Regions from separate parts of the Mus musculus genome. Here region 2 is linked to region 1. A link is a contact called in public HiCAR-type data. All regions are on one chromosome and are shown on one strand. Each heading gives the region's core, a stretch centred on a gene start, on an enhancer-like site or on the middle of the called end of the contact. The rest is flanking DNA. Distances are from core to core; before and after follow the strand shown. Region 1 overlaps Dgkg (diacylglycerol kinase, gamma). Region 2 overlaps Gm30416 (a long non-coding RNA gene).

Region 1 (4,107 bases), core at 406-2,905:
TGGACAGTCATGCAGGATTGATTCAGCACCATGGACAAGAAAACTCAGCGGTGCTGCCTCTCCTACCCCAGACACCACGTTCCTGTCTGGCTCAGTCTAGACACCCAAAGGTACCTAGAAATACCTTTATTTTATGCCAGGCCGTCCTAAACAGTTTGCACATTGCATTTGTTTGAGTGTAGGCAATCATCCTCTGAGAGTGACACGAGCACGCTCATTTTAAACATGGGAAAACGAACCCCATCATATTGGTGCCATTTTATAATCCCAGCGTTTGGAAAACTGAGGCAGGAAAATCATGTTCAAGGCCAGTCCAGGCTCTATTGTGATCTCCAGGCTAGCCTGCGTTAAACAATGAGGTCTTATCTCTAAAATCAAAGCCAACCAACCAACCAACCAAACAGACAAATAAAAAGATGGCAACACTAAAGCTCAGATGTTAGAAATGCCAGGTTAGGTCATGCAGTTGTTAATTGATGTATCCAAGGCTCCGAAGTCCACGAGGTCTGACCCTGGCGCTGCTCTTTGCCACTATGTCATGCAACAGAAAGATAACAGGCCCCTGATGTCACATGGCAGTGCTCCACAGGAGACAGCCATTGATAATGTGCAAACGTATAGGCAAGAAATTTACATATTGCCTTTTGAATAAACTACAAAATAAAAAGTGCTTCTCAGGTGATTCGTGAATCCCCTTTCAAAACGACAGCTGCAAGTGGGAAGGACGAACGTATTTACCCCCTAACTAGAGAGGGTGCTGAAGTGTGTCTTGGAGCTTTTGAGTCTTAATTTAAGTAGTTGAGCAGTTAGTTCCATTCTCTAGGCTTCAAGCTGCTCATCTGATAATGTCAGAGAGTGAATTAAATAATATTTAAAACACCTCTCAACAGTAACTTCACTCTCCTGGGATGTTAGTCACAATCTTGATGCCACTGTCTTAGGCTGGGAAGGCCATTCATTTTGTATTCATTTAAAATATACTTCATTGAGCAGAGACATGGCAACAAGATATTAAGGTCGCCTATCCAACTGTCAACAATTAAACAATTGCTTAACAATTAAAGGTAATAGCTTTGTTCAGAAAAAAAAGTAAGAAAACTACCACCGCTGATGTAGAGGTATATTAGCCAAATAGGACAGCCAGCTCTAGCCCCAAAGATGAATTTTCGCCAGATTTAGTTCTGTGGGCTTATCTTAAAGTATACAGGCGACAATAACGGCACAACCGCTGCAAGATTTCACACCAAGGATATTTGTGGCGGTGTTGTTTACAGTAGCCAAATTTCCAACAACGGGAAGCCGGCCATCTCAGGGTGACAAGCACGTTTGTTAAATATGTGCACGTTAAATACCCTGACATCACTGAGAAGCCTGCTCTAAAGATGCATGGAGGAGAACCTCATACAAACTACGAGCCAGCAAGCAAAAGTTATTTAAAATATTAAACTGAAAACAGTCTCAGTACTGACTGGAGTCCCACGTGGAAAGAAACATTTGTTCCCCACCTTGTTCCCTTGTGCCCCGGAAGGTTCTGGCTGCCAGTCCACTGCCTGCCTAACCTTTTCGGCAATTGCTTCAGCTGAGGAGGGACTTCCTTGTCTAAGACCATACCTCCTCCTGGGCAGTGCTGTGGAGGGTTGGGCTGTTGTTATGCATTGTAATGCTAATTTCTAGGTCTATGAGTGAATTCTGAGGGTTACAAGCTTTTGTTGTGCAAACCTTATTCCTTAATTTAAAACTATTGGTTAAATAAAATTGGCTATAGCCAGTTACTGCAGGGATTAGAGGTAGGTGGGTTTTCAGTTACTGGGTTGCAGGTGAAGAGAGGAGAGACCAGGAGGAGGAGGAGGAATGAGAAGAGGAGGAAGCCACCATGAGGGGAGATGGACCATGAGCACATGGCCAGGAGAAACAGCACATATCTGTGGTACACCACTGGGGAGGCAGCCAGGCCAGCAGTGAGAGGAGTAGATTAGGAGTTATTCCCCAGTAATTGTCAAAGCCAAACAAAATAACCATACTCTGAGACTCATTTATTTGTAATCTAGTCAGGGATAAGTTTAAATTGGTTGCACTACACAGCACATATACAATTGCTGACTGATACAAAGCTGTGTCGTATGAAGGTCTGGGCCATCTTCTCAATGGGAATAATGCCAGCTTGTCCCTTAGCCAAGCCCCCCCTCTCTCTTTCTCTCTCTCTATCTCCCTCCCTCTCTCTCTCTCTCTCTCTCTCCCTCTCCCTCCCTCTCCGTCTCCTTCTCCCTCTCTCTCTCTCTCTCTGTGTGTGTGTGTGTGTGTGTGTGTGTGTGTGTGTGTGTGAGTGTGTGTGCATGAAGGCCAGAGGTCAACACCAAGTGATTCTTCAGCCACTCTCCTTTTTATTTTTGGGACAAGATGTCTTATTGAACCTGGAGTATAATAATTTAGCAAGCCCCAGAGATCTTCTTGTCCCGACTTCCTCAGAGCTGGATTACAGGTACCTTTTATTATTTTTTTTAAGATTTATTTATTTATTATATGTAAGTACACTGTAGCTGTCTTCAGACACTCCAGAAGAGGGTGTCAGATCTTGTTACGGATGGTTGTGAGCCACCATGTGGTTGCGGGGATTTGAACTCGGGACCTTTGGAAGAACAGTCAGTGCTCTTAACCGCTGAGCCATCTCTCCAGCCCCTACAGGTACCTTTTATTTTTCTTTTGAGTGACAGAATCCAAACTCATGACCTTATTCTTATGCAGCAAGCACTTTGCTGACAACCATCTCCCCAGCCCACCCAAGAGCATTCCTCAGTGATGCTATTATGTTTCTGTCTGGAGACCTCCACCTAAGGCTCGGCATCAATCTCATCTCACAATATGGAAACTAAGAAAGACCTCCACACATTCTCAAGAAAGTGCATGCTTAAAAAGAAATTAAAAGCGTAGGAGCAATCTATATTGATTTGATAGATGTACAATTTACAGCAGTGCTTACAGGACACTTGCAGCCTTGAACAAATTTCTTAGAAAGCATGATAGATCAAAACCAATCTTACCCACATCCACCTACCCTATTATCCACCACACTAACGGACCACCTAGGCAACCATTCACCTATCTACCCACCCACCCACCCACCCATTTAAACAATAGCCCCACCAAAAAAGAATCAAGCCTCCAACTCATACACTAGGAAAATGAATGCAAAAGGAATTTAAACAGACTAAAAAGGGCTGCTATAAAGTCAGAAATAAATGACTTAGAAATGAAAAACAAGGGACTGGAGAGAGATCTCAGCAGTCAAGAACACTGGCTGCTCTCCCAGAGGACCCAGGTTCAAATCCCAGCACTCACATGGCAGTTCAGAACTGTCTGTAACTCTAGTTCCAGGTGATCTAGCATCTTCACGCAGCATACATGCAGGCAAAACACAAATGCACATATAATAAAAATATATCTTAAAAAAAATTTTAAAAACCAAAAGCTCCTCTTTTGTTGGCAGTGTTGCTTAATTTGAAACAACAACAATAACAACAACAACAACAAGAAAGCCTGCAAGTCTGGCTCAGTAAGGGAAGGTGACACATGGACACAACCCCACTACCAGCAATGTCAGCAAGGAAGCAGGACACACAAGTAGAGACAGGAGATGTGGGGAATGATGAGAGGATCGTGTGTGCACTTTTATAGTACCGCTCTTGGAAAAGTAGGTGAAATGGAAAATTCCTGAGAAAATGTAGAGCACTCACTTGAAGGCCGACGTCTAAGCAGCTGCTGTGTGTGCCTAGGAGGGCTGGCATAACTTCCTGTATCCAGTGTGGGGTTATGATATGAGCAATGTGTATCATGACTTTCATAATTGATGACTATCATTTGTGAATGTGTATGTTGCTTGTGGACCATGCAAGGACACACACTCTAGTTAAATAAGTGGAGTGATGGCTCCTTCAGTTTTTCGCCACTAGTATTTTATTTTGTACACCACAGGGGATGTTTTTCCCTGATTGAAATCCTATCCTGTCTTCTGTTTATTCTCTTCTATAAAGTTCAGCTAATGCAGCGTGTATAAAGGCAACTATGCTTGCACATTTACCAGTCTCTTATTAGCTGTGAAGGAGCTCAGAT
Region 2 (4,107 bases), core at 1,026-3,525, 160 kb after region 1:
CCTGAATCACCACACAACCAGGAGCTGAGCGCGCACTCTCTCTCTCCTGACCAGCCTGTGCCCTAGGAGTGTTCAGATTTGGTGGGACAAGATGGGAAGGGAGGCCAGATCTCGGCTAGGGCCCCCAGCTGCTGCCCTCTGAGCCCAGGACAGGATACAGCTAGCAAGTGCTTTATGAAACAAGGCAGGCAGGTATGGGTGTGTCAGCTCACCAACTCGGAACCTCCAGACAGGTCTCAGCACATCACTCTAAAAGAAGGAAGGGAAAACAGTTATTTTGTGGAATTAGACTGGCTAGACACATGGTTCCGGAGACTTTAAAGACACTATAAACAAAAGCAGAGTATCTGGAAACAGTCCCATTTCCTTTACTCTTGAATTATTAAAAATAAAAAAGGGTACGTCTATAAAATAGTTGCTAAGTAATAAAAAAGAACTACTGACGTGTGCTGTACACACAGATGTATCCCCAAACATTATCTGTGTGGAACCACACACTGCCCGATCCCACTCAGGACCTCGGGAGAAGGTGAGCCAAGGGAAGGACAGTGGCTTCAGCCAAGAGGCTGAGTCACGGTAGGCTCCAAGCAGAGACACCCAAGAGACCCAAAGGAATTTGTTTGGGGAGGGTCGACAATGTTCAATCCTGGTTTTGGTGGTGCCTGCATCATGCTAAAGCTTTTAACAAGTGGGCTGTATAATGCTGGGAGGATGTCCCAGTGAACTTACCCTGCCAAGCCACAGGCCAGAACTTCCTCAATTCTGAGGCTACCCTGTGGCTCTCTCCCTGACCCCACCCTTCTGCATTCAGTACCCCTGGGCTGTTCCTGCACAAGCTGCCTGCATGGGAGAGTGCAACAGCCCACCCCAAATGCAGTTTCTGGCATCTTTTGAGTTGGCTCTTCGGCCATTCCATAGATCTTGGTAGACCCAAGAACAGTTCTGAAAGTGATCTTTTTTAAAACAAAGAAATCAGTACCTTTTCCTCTGTGTTAGCAGCCAACCAGGGTGCTTTAGATGCCTCCCTCCCTGCCTATGAGAAACTCTGAACAGGGAGGAAGAGGATGCAGTGGGTCTGATGCTGGATCAGACGATTACAGATCGCAGCTTGTACCTGCTGCCTGGGGGAACTCTTGTGGCTGAGACAAAGCTTACCAGGCACATCTTCCCCAACTTCCCCACCCCATCCTTACAAGCCAACTATTTCTGTGCTTTAGGCATGGCTTGAAAGGTCAGCCCTGTTCCCATACCTGTCCACAGGGTGGGAGTGGGAGTGGGGCATGGCGCCTGGGGTGGGAGTGGGGCATGGCGCCTGGGGTGGGAGTGGGAGTGGGAGTGGGGCATGGCGCCTGGGGTGAGTGGGAGTGGGGCATGGCGCCTGGGGTAGGGAGGGGGCGCTCTCCTGTCGCGGCTCAGGATGGTGCAGGACTCCTTGTAAGCAAAAGGCTCTTTTTTCCAGGACCTAAGGACAGTGTGAGAAGGTCACAGACTGACTTCCGATTTAACAAGTCTGAGGGGACGGCAAGCTCTGGCATCCTGGACTTGTTTTCTCGCTTTTACAGCTCCTAAATAAACAGACTTTTAGGAATGTTTGAAATTCAGTTCAAATTTCAAGTGTTGCCTTTAAAGAGACACACAGGTGGTCATTTCAGAGTGAATTTTTTCTCTTGCTTTTCTTGTTTTCCAACTTTGAGATTTCTTTTCATAGATTAGATTTTTTTTTTCTTTTTTGAAAAGAGGATACACCCACAGGCCAGGCTATCAAGCCCCCTCCTTTGGGCAGATCTGCCATGTTCCTTTATTATGGAAGAATAATTAGAAGAGTTTTCTCTGGTACCAGAGAAGGGGAGAGCAGCGGGCAGGAGAAGACACACAATACAAAGGACAATGAGCTAATCCAGTTGTCTGTCCACTGGACCGATCCCCTCTTAGGTCCCTCTGAGGCCAATGCGCTAATCCCCGTTACGTTCACTCACACCTCAAGGGTCATCGACACTGAGAGCACCATTATGCTTACAGGAAATGTGAGGCTAAATTCTCACGCGCAGAGACATGGTTGGCATGACACTGGTTACATTAAAGGGCTCTTCTTGACTCGAGGGCCCAGGAAGGCTGAAGTTGTCCCTACAGACACATAGTCTTTCTGTGAGTCAGTCTATTCATGCAGCAAGTGGCAAACATAGCTACCTTCCTCTTCACACAATCACTGGGAGAGTCAAAGTCCAGCCAGTCAAGGGGGTCCCTAAGACAGTGTGAGTGAAGTTGTTGCCAGGAGACACTGAGTAGGCAGGACCATGTGACTCTCTCCCAACTGCCAGGTTGCTTAGCCTTTAGAGGAGTCTTTGGGAGTGACTCCGATTCATAACCCCCTCACAAGCAGGTCTCCTCCTGACTTTTTTTTTTCCCACACTTGCTCACAGAAACATAGTTTGAAGATCTATCTTTCTGTACTTAGCCCTGGGTTCTGCAGGACCAGCCTAACAGGGCTTACTGTGAGCCTGGGCAAACGAGCCAGTGTGTGTTCGGAAACCATGTGGTCAGCATTACTGCCAGGGCCCACCATTGTTCTGGCCCAATGGTTCAGTGCGCAGGCTGATGTGGCTGTTAAAGTGAACAAAGGGGACAAATCCCTGCCTGCTGGGTACTTCACTCCCAAGAGGCAAATTGTTTCAGGATTTCCCCAGAAAGCTATTCATTCCACAGTCACCCAACTGTGTTATAGCTGCTGGCTCACAAAGGGAGCCACAGGTACTGGAAAAATAGAACTAAAGTAGAAAGATCTGAGATGGGGTCAAGCCAGTACTTCCGGTCCTGGCAGAAAAAAAAAAAAGGAAGATTAACTTTCCATTTCTGTGCAAGTAGCCACCCCATCATGTGGCCAAAAGCCTCTGAACTTCCCGATACTCCCCTGACTCCTCCTGACCACCCCTTGACTCCTCCCCTCCCACAAACAGTCCAGAAATGATGTGAAGTCACCGGTAGACCCCTGAGTCATCATCTTGGAAGCCCCGTGGATTCTGAGTCCTTTCACCACGGAAAGGCCCCTCCCAAGAATGTCCTTCAGCAAAGGGTTTAGGGTAGCTGCCTTTATTCCATTATAGGTATAGCTAAGGCGTTTCTCCATATTGTCTCAGCGAATACCAACACAGCTGCTTGAGTTGTGTTTACTATGGGGATAACGTGTAGGTTTGAAAAGCTCTGACTTGTGTGGATTCTAGACACAGCCATGTTGGCTTTGGAAGCTGCCCAGAACTAGAACCAGGGAAGAGACTAATGGGACAGGCACGAGAAGGCCAGACTCCTGCAGCAGCTAAATGTGGCTTTTCTCGAGGTTATGGGATAGGTTAGATGACTCTGACATATTTCCCCCAATTATGAAGCGCCTGCTAAAATAACAGACATGAACTGTGGAGGTGGCTTGGTAGGTACAGTGCTTGCTGGGCAAGCATGAGGGATAGAGTTCCGGACTCCAGATGACACAGAAAAGCCCAGTGGTTTGGGCAGTCCTACCAGTAGTCCTGGCACTCCAGAGACAGGGAGGCTCTGGATCAAGCTAACTAGCTAGATACACGGTAAGCAAAAGAACCTGTATAGATATAGACATAGACATAGACATAGACATAGACATAGACATAGACATAGACATAGACATAGACATAGACATAGACATAGACATAGACATAGACAGACGATATATAGATACATTGTAAGCAAAAGATCCTGTGTGTGTGTGTGTGTGTGTGTGTGTGTGAATGTGTGGGTGTATGTATGTGTCTTTGAATGGGAATCAAGGATGATACTTAACCACAATCTAGAACCTCCATAAGCATGCACATACAGCCGGGCGTGGTGGCGCACACCTTTGATTCCAGCACTTGGGAGGCAGAGGCAGGCGGATTTCTGAGTTTGAGGCCAGCCTGGTCTACAGAGTGAGTTCCAGGACAGCCAGGGCTACACATAGAAACCCTGACTGGGAAAAAAAAACATGCACATACATGTATATATGCATCCCTATGTATGAGCACACATCTGTACATGCACCCATATCATGTACATGTCATATGCACATTTCTGAAAAAATTATGGGATAAAATAGAAAGGTATAAA

Evidence for each region. HiCAR-type assays count read pairs that join an accessible place to other places.
Region 2: a contact with region 1 is called in a HiCAR-type map of embryonic stem cells, with 4 times the contacts expected there. The contact joins two enhancer-like sites. A contact is called at or near these places in 8 of 39 promoter capture datasets (the 3T3-L1 cell line, 3T3-L1-derived adipocytes, cranial neural crest and 3 more), 3 of 484 Hi-C or Micro-C datasets (myocytes, nephron progenitors and reprogramming fibroblasts), 5 of 115 datasets of contacts at active chromatin or transcription factors (acute myeloid leukemia and embryonic stem cells) and 3 of 9 other capture datasets (embryonic stem cells, liver and pancreatic islet).

What each region holds. Positions count from the first base shown.
Region 1 is chr16:22,635,861-22,639,967 of GRCm38.p6, forward strand. All of the region lies in intron 1 of Dgkg (diacylglycerol kinase, gamma), which reads right to left. Among named protein-coding and RNA genes, the nearest start is that of Dgkg, 19 kb to the right of the region's middle. Within about 2 kb of position 1,656, at least 6 of the 459 cell types and tissues checked have an H3K27ac peak or open chromatin away from gene starts, as enhancers often do. A contact at or near this core is called in embryonic stem cells, where this site is marked.
Region 2 is chr16:22,797,981-22,802,087 of GRCm38.p6, forward strand. The region is part of intron 2 of Gm30416 (a long non-coding RNA gene); the gene reads left to right. Among named protein-coding and RNA genes, the nearest start is that of Gm30416, 7.7 kb to the left of the region's middle. Within about 2 kb of position 2,276, at least 34 of the 459 cell types and tissues checked have an H3K27ac peak or open chromatin away from gene starts, as enhancers often do. A contact at or near this core is called in embryonic stem cells, where this site is marked.